Regions from separate parts of the Dromaius novaehollandiae genome. Here region 2 is linked to region 1. A link is a contact called in public Hi-C data. All regions are on one chromosome and are shown on one strand. The core of a region is the stretch at or near the end of the contact, and the rest is flanking DNA. Distances in the headings are between cores, read along the strand shown.

What was found. A called contact is a pair of places that touch in the nucleus more often than the background predicts.
Region 2: a Hi-C map of liver shows a contact between it and region 1, with 4 times the contacts expected there. The contact joins the enhancer-like site here to the promoter of SRGAP1 in region 1. A contact is called at or near these places in 3 of 4 Hi-C or Micro-C datasets (brain, liver and ovary).

The regions. Positions count from the first base shown.
Region 1 is chr1:33,772,368-33,776,390 of bDroNov1.hap1, reverse strand. SRGAP1 (SLIT-ROBO Rho GTPase activating protein 1) reads right to left here and starts at 2,018. Exons shown (of 22, transcript XM_026092363.2): 1 at 1,255-2,018. The coding sequence starts at 1,321.
Region 2 is chr1:33,923,876-33,927,898 of bDroNov1.hap1, reverse strand. No RefSeq gene overlaps it. Among named protein-coding and RNA genes, the nearest start is that of KICS2, 28 kb to the left of the region's middle. Within about 2 kb of position 2,203, at least 1 of the 2 cell types and tissues checked has open chromatin away from gene starts, as enhancers often do.

The sequences.
Region 1 (4,023 bases), core at 769-3,268:
TCAAAAAAAGTTAAGCTTAGGAAGAAGGCAGAAAACTGAAAAACTACCCCTTTCCTTTTAAGAAAAAAAGCCAGAGAAAACCCGAGATTTGTCTTGGAAATCTGATCTCACAGTAGGATCAAGCAGGAGGAAAAAAATACTGTGAAATTATAGAAAGTCTTTGATCAGATCTTTGAACAGCTGAGGTCTCGTTCCTCCCACCCCCTTCCAGACCCCGTGGCCTGGCGGCCGCAGCCCCCACATACTGGGCGGAGGGCTCCCAAAGCCCGGTGAGCTCCGTGCGGGGACACCCGCGGTCTCTGTGCGGCACAGACCCCTGGCAGTGGCGCGCAGGGCCCTCACGAGGTGCTAGAAGAGCACACCCACGTCCTTTTAGTAAGCAGAGTTCAAGCATTATAGAGCTTTTAAACACCGCATATCAGGTCCACGTCCATCCTTGAAGTTTAAATTCGGTGTAATTTGTGTATTATGCAATATATTCACCAAGAGCATCGAGAAGAGAAGGACGCGTAGCGACACGCACACGCCCCACCGCCCACGGCATTACTTTCTCATCCTCCGTGCCACCCAAGGCCGTTTGCACCGTAGGGAAGGATAAGCAAGGAAACCAAACGGGTTGGGGAACGTTAGCGGCGAAAGCTGGGCTCTGCCGGCACTGCCCTCGGCACAATAGTTGGATGCAATACAGCCAGGCGATGGGAGGCTGAAATACTTCCTGGGATTGCTGAAAAGGCTCATTCAATAGCCAGCAATATTTCTTTATTAGCCAACGTCTATAGCCCAGCACTGAAAGTATAATCCTAAGGGAAGGATGGGGGGAAAACAGCCATGTGCCTTCAGAAAGGGGCATGGCTTACTATTGTCTCTTGCTTCGGTTTCACTGCCAAGCCTTTTCTCCTCTCTCTCTCTTTTTTTTTCTCCTCTCCTTTTTTTTTTTTTTTCTTCTTTTTTGACGTTACCGAGCTCCATCGATGGAGGCAAGGTGCTCGCGCCGGGCCGGGCGGCCGTTAACCGCCGCCGCCGCCGGCCGTTAACCGCCGCTGGCCCCCACCCCGCTCCCTCACAGAAGCCGGCGCCGCTGGGGGAGCGGGGCGACGGCCGCCGCCCCCCGGGCTCTGCCGCCGCTACGCCGAAGTTCAGGCAGCCCGGAGCGGCCGCCCGGACGGCGGCGGCCCGCAGCCCCCAGGGGAGAGGCCGCCGCCCCTCGGCGCCGACCCCCCGGGGAGTGGAGACGCCCCCCGCGCCCCCGCTTACCTTTCACTTGACTTTCATACTCGGCTATTATCTCTTTGTCCTTCTTGAATCTGCTCGGGGTTGACATTATCCACTTGCTTCTTCCGCCTCTCCGCTGCCTCTCTGTGTTATCTTTCTGGGAAGGCTCTCAAGTTGTGTCAGGTCGCCACGAGCCCGGGCGAGCGACGGAGGGAGGCAGGCAGGGAGGCGGCCGGGGCGGCGGAGCGCGGCTGGCCCCGGGGGAGCGCCGCCGGCACCAGCGGCGGTGAGGCAACGGCGAGGTGGCGATCAGGCTAACCCCGGCGCGGGCACCATCGCCTCCCGGCACCGCCGCCAGCAGCAGCAGCAGCAGCAGCAGCAGCAGCGCGGTCCGCGGCGCGGAGCCGCCGCAGGGCGGGGCGGCGGGGGAGCTGCCGGCGGCCGCGGGGCGCCCGCTGCCGCTAGGCGAGGGCGGGGGCGCGGCAGCTGCGCCCCGCCATTGTCAGCGCCGCCTCGCGCGCCCGCGGGCGGGGAAGGGAGCGGGGCGGGCAGCGCGGTCCGCACGCCAGAGGCACCAGCTACTGCCGCCGCGGCGCTCCGCGGGGTGGCGACGTCCCCAGCCCCCCGCCGTGACTAACGCCGCGCCGCGCCGCGGAGGCGCATGTCCCGACGCCGCAGCCCCAGCGGCGGCCGGCGCGGAGCTGCACCCCCGCCGCGCCCCGGAGAGGTGTCTCCGGGAATAAACTTCTCCCCGCCCTCCTCGGCCGCTCTCTCCTCCCTTCCTGCCGCCGCGCTCGCCTCTTCCCCGGCGGCGCCCGCTCCGCCTTCCCCCGGCCCGCGGCCGCCGCCCAGACCGGGGCCGGGCCCGGCGCCCCGCGGCGGGAGGCCGCGGCGGGGACCGGAGGGACACGGCAGCGTGCGGCGCCGGGCGCCCTCTGCGCAAGGGGGGTGAGGCGGCCGTGAGGCGGCGGCGGCGAGCCCCGGCTGCCGGCGTGGGGAGTTGAGCCCACACGGTGCCCCCGCCGGAAAGCCCCGTGGCAGGGCGGAGGACGAGGGGCAGGCCGGAGGGGGGTTTCCCTCGGGGGTCGCGTTTTGCTTCCCCGTCTCTCTGAGGGCAGCCCGTGGCTTTGCACTGCTCCTGTGTGAGGGCAGCCCGTGGTTTCGTGTCGTTCGCGCTGACCGGGGCTGGGCCACCCGAGCACCCCAGGCCCGAGAGGGGCCGGTGGCATGGCAGCACCAAGATGTGACTGCGGCCAGCGCTTGTCCCTAAGCAGAGCTCGTTCCCTTATCCTTGCCTGTTTTTTTCCCTCTGCGTCGGCTTCATGTTGGTGCTCCCCTTCTGATGAAGCTGATTCAAGAGCAGGGCTGCTGTCAGCCCTTGTGCGGGGCATTCCACACACTTTACATGGGGGAACAAACAGAACAGGGCGGGAGGACATCAGAAGTCCTGCTCCTGTGAAGTGTTGTGTGGCACATGCGAGGGGGTCACCCAGTAGGACGCTAGCGTTAGATCAGTACACCTCAGACGGGTGTGGTGGTGGTGTGCAGTCCACCCCACGAAGCCAGGGCTGGTGCGAAACACACGGTAGTAAGTGGGCGACAGTCTGGAAGGGCAGGAGGAGCCCGGCAGTGAGGAGCTCTGGGTCGGAGTGTGGGGCAAGTCACCAAGGAGGAGAGGTGGCCCAGGCGCATCCATGTTGTCAGGGACTCCAGCGTGGGGGCAGCCTCAGCGCCTGGCTCAGCCCCTGCGAGGTCGTGAGGTGCGAGGCAGCTGGCAGCTCCGCGGACAGGGCCGCGGCTGCGGTGCCAGGAGCTGAGCGTGCCCGTTAGCAAACCCTGTAGCAGAGTGCTTGTCGGGTGCCAGCGCTCAGCCTGGACCCACCTGCAAGAAAAGTCAGACATGACTCAGGTCACACAACCCCTTTTCCTTCTCCTCCCTGTCCTGAAAGCCAGCCTTTGCCCAAGAAGAGCTTGCTAAGAAAGGTGAAGCAGAAAGCATGGGGGGGAAGAAGGCGGCTGTCCTATGACAAGCAAAGAGTGTGGCTGCCTTCGTGGAGTCGAAGCCAAAAGCCAAGGCCATAGATGCAGACTTTGAGCTCCTCATCTCTAAGGAGTTAAAGTCAATCAGTTCTGGAGGCAAACAGGGCTCCGGTGCCTTCACGTATGTCCAGGAGTGATTAGACAAAGTTGCAAACTGTTCACAAGGACTTTCAGAAGACAACCCAGGTGGCTACTGTGTGATTAGTGTGGCACAAGTGCCCAAAGAAATAAAATGCGAAAGCTCCTGTCCCAGACAGCTAGTCCTGACAAGGCCAGGACCTGGTCCTTCAGGACAAACAGGAGGGAATAATGGGATCATCTGCTTCTGGGAAAGTTTAAACCAGCTACCCAGTAATTTGGCTGCACTTGAGTTTTACTGCTACAGGGATCTGGCGCCTGGAGGTAAATGCCAGTTACCATACTAATGCTGACATTCTTACCTGGTTTACATTTAATTCTTATAAACCCGTTGCTTTAACATCGCAGTCGCTCACTTCCACGCCTCAGCACTTCAGTGGTCAGTGTACCTCTATCCTTTGCAGTTCGTCTTTCAGTTTCATTAGGTACTATGCTCTCTTGGGCTACAGGATCAGGTGTAATAGGATTCCTGTTCTCCTTTCTCCCTTCTATAAGGGATCTTCCTTTCTCCCTCTATAATTCTACTCTGTACTCTATCTCCTCCTCCTGCCCTCCCAGCACTCTCTTTCCAGTGCCGATCCCAGTTCAGATCACCTAAAGCAATCTTAGTGCAGGAGACTATTGTCTGAAGCC
Region 2 (4,023 bases), core at 954-3,453, 150 kb before region 1:
AAATGTCGGAGGAGGTAGGGTTAGAAATGTCCTGCAGCTTCCCCGGCCCGTTGCTGCTTCCTTCCCCTCATCCCTGTGTGCGGGAGGGACCCCAGGAACTTCCCTGGGGAGGAGAGGGGAGAAGGCCCTGGCGCTAAACGCCTCCTGTCTAGGGTATCGGGGAGTAATTCAGACTCCCTCCATCGCCTTTTTTTTCTTTTTTTTGGTAACAAAATGGAAAAGCCTTTCTAAATGAGTGTGTAGTCACCGGAAAACCTGACTGCTTTCATCAAAGATTTCTTTCAGCTTCCGCATAAACCAGAATAATCTCACTGGAAACATGTGCTGAGCAATCAGCAACACTGCGCACAGAAAACGCGGTGGGGAAACTTTGTTTTTATTGGGAGGGATTATGTGGCAGCAAACGCCACAGCAGAAACGGTGCCTGGGACCCTGGGACTCTCGGGAGAGTTGCCAGTTGCCTCTTCAGCACCGGAAAGTCAAACGGGGCATTTCCCAGGATCTCGAGTTTTGCAAAGTTTTGCCTTTCAGTTTATGCCCCCTCCCCTGAAACTTATGTTGGGGAGACGTCCGAATTTGTCGCCAGGGTGGAGACGGGTGAAGGGAGCGCTGGGCTCGTGCACAGGCTGGGAGGCAAAGGAAGGAAGGAGGGAAGCTGCGAGTGTGGGGTGGGATGGGGGATGCAGGAGGATGAGGATGGGGAAGGCCAGCAGCGGGTCTGGGTGGAGGACGGTCAATGTGCACTGGGTTTGCCTTCTCACTGCCACATCAGAAAGCAACTTCTTCCCCCAGCCTTTCTGTTTCCTTTCTGCTTTTCCCTGACAGGGAAGGTGGAGATTAGGAAGGAAAAATCCTAAGCCTCAATGGACTAAAGCAGCAGTTGCAAAGGGATGGCTTTCACCCACCTTGGCTTTACCCACCACAATAAATGTGTCCTGTTTTCAGTGCAGCTTGCATGCAGACACATCTCTGGGGTTTTTTCTTCTTTTGCACTGATATTTATACATGTTGATGTGCTGTATTTTTGTTCGTGCATGTGTTTGGCTGGGCTGGCGTTATCCTGTGAGATGCAGCTTATATCTCTGTCTCTAACAAATCTGCTGGGGAGAGGCAGAGCTACTAAAAATAATTATACTGCACTAGCAGTAGACATTTATCCAGAATTTGAACACTTTATGAATGATGCAGGGAAGAAGAGAGTTCTGTCATCTTAAATGATAATGGGTCAAGTCCTAGTCTCGGTCACAGCATATTTTTACCACTCTACCAGAATAACCAGGCTCACTGTCCTGTTACCAATGTTCTTCCCATCATCTTCAGAGCATCCCATATTCCGGCCCTTCCCCACTTAACCTTTGCCATTTGCAGAGTGGGACATCTGTATCTATTAAATGCTACAGCCAGGAAGGGGCTGTTCGGCGTTTCTTCACCATAGTTTATGGCTGCGCAGCTGATAGACGTAAAGAAAAACATTTCCAAGAGACCAGGATTGAATTACAAATGCTCGAGGAGAGGAGGGCACCTATCTTCCTTCAGCACTATCTTGACAGAAGTTACGAACAAACCAGATTATCCTTGACTGTTATTCACTGTAGTATGAGCAACACTGAAAAATATGCCTGCACATAGGCTTAATGACAAAGTGATTTATATTTCCTTTCGCAAAATTGCACTGCCTTGTTCTGGGAGGTTTCCTGCCACATACAAACCTGGGTTTTCTGCCTAACGTTTTTGTTTGATACTGGGATCCTTCCTTTAATCAGCTGAGGATAACAGCTCTACTACTTCGAACAAGCAGATGTCTTACACGCCGGGTGAAACCTGAGCCGCTGCCGGCGCTGGAGGCTTTCACGTATGATTTTAGCAAACAAGAAGAGCCTCGGGGACAACCTCTGCCACTCGAGTGGCTTCGTAGGGATGTCGCAGGCTGCGCGTTCACCTGCAGCCCTCCTCCGAGGGAGTGAGGCTGTGCAGGAGCAAGGTGGGGGCTGGCTCCTGCGGCGTTTGAATCCTGCGTTATTCTAGATGGCACTATTTGGGATGCGTGTGGTATCCCGGTACACGTGCAGACTTGGTTGCTCTCATGCACGGTCTCATTTAGGTGACTGGAGGGGAAAAAAGGCTCCCTGAGGCTGCAAAGACCAGAGCTGTCAGCGAGGTGGCTGCAGAGCTCGGCCGGTGCTTCAGCGGGCCGGAGCAGCGCCGTCGCCCACCGAGTCCTGCTTCTCAGTTGATTTGTAGCAGCAGCTGGCAGCCGTTGGGAAATTTGTAAGACCTGAGACAGCTGCTCATTTGTTGTCTCAAAAAAATGGAAATACTGAGAGAAAGCTGAAGTATCTGCAGGAATTGCATTCTCATCAAAATTTTATTTAACTAAAAATGATAAACACATTACATGTAATGAGTAACATTGCTGGATATATTTATGAAAAAGTTGAATTTACGTTAGAGTAACAATAAATATACCTGATATTAGAGGTGGAGCTGTAGTGCCTGCAAAAATTGCATGGAAATACTTGAGACTATTGATAGACCTCTAAAACAGGAAAAAGTAAAAACACTGAAACAGCAATTACCAGTAATGTTGACTTGTAAACAGAAAATCAAGTTATTTCTACAGAGGTCAAAACTGAGACCTAATATTACAGTACAGATACAAAAGAAATCGGGTTTCTACAGGAAAGCTTGTAAATTGGCTACTGCTTCACTGTACATGTAAGTTGCAATGAATACACAGGAGTGTATGAATCCTGTACATAGGATCATAATAATTACTTATGGATAAACACGGATATGAATGGCATTTAGGTCTATGGTACATAAGAAATGTAACTATCCCTAAACTTCCAGTACTTGATGAAGTATATTTTTATTATTTAGAGCATTTTGAAGGATTGAGGTGTAACAATAACATCACTGTAATCATTACATATGTATATTATTTTTTAGTTTTAGAAGGAGAATGGAAGAACATTCACAACTTACGATGTGGTTTGGTAGCCTCTGACTGGCAGTGTTTCAGTTGTTGACTGTAACCTTTCATATAAACCAATTTTGTTCAGAATAAATTCAACTTAACGGTAATGTAAGTCTTACGTTGTGTTTAACAGCAAAAAAAAATGTCTTGACAATAGGTCTGAAATGAATTTTTGACAAGTTCTCGGAGCAGTGTTCAAGAAGAGCCAATTACAGAGCTGAGAAAACTGTCAAAACGAAATTCTGCTCAGATGCGAGAGTCTTGGTGGAGAACTGTTGTATTCGCCTTGCTGATTTTTAACTGTCATGTTGCTGTGCCTTGGCAATGGGTAGCTCTGCAAACACTTGGGGCAGGAAAAAAATAACAATTAAAAACGGAGCCAATGTATTGTGCTGGTCAGTGAAGCGTTTTACAATATTCAGCATGATTTCTTGGTCAAAGTTGGCAGGGAATTTTAGATGTTTCCTACCTTTAGCACGCTTAAAATTCGTAGTTCATGACTATGGTAACAATCTCCATATTAATGTGATTTCATTGCAATCAAAAAGCCACTGTTAGAAAAATGACTATTTCAATGCCTGTTTTATTCCCCTATAGAGCAGAGTTGGTCTCGGTGATTTGACTCTCCTGGAAAGTACTTCAGTCAGATAAATGGAAATTACTTTGTTATGTTGCATGGTCAGTGTTTATAGCTTCAGATGTGTGAGACTGAAAATGCACGCAGGAGATATTAAGCAAGGAATCAATATGCCCCACGGAAATAACAGCAGACGGCGTTTGGTTTCGGCTTAGCCCTGCTGCCGCACTGAGTGTACCCAGTATTGATTTCAGCCCCCCAGGTGTGCGACCTCCTTCGAACAGCGTAATTTTTCGTTCTCTGTGTTTTAGAGTTGGATTTGTTTCCCTTTGTACTTCGTGCTGTTATGCCATTGCTACGCTCTTGGAAAAAAGCAGTACCGTTTGTTAATCAAACAAACAAACAAGGAAGCAAAGCCCAGACGCAAGTGGCCGCTCTCCGCCTGGGGTGGGTAACTTGCCCCAAATCT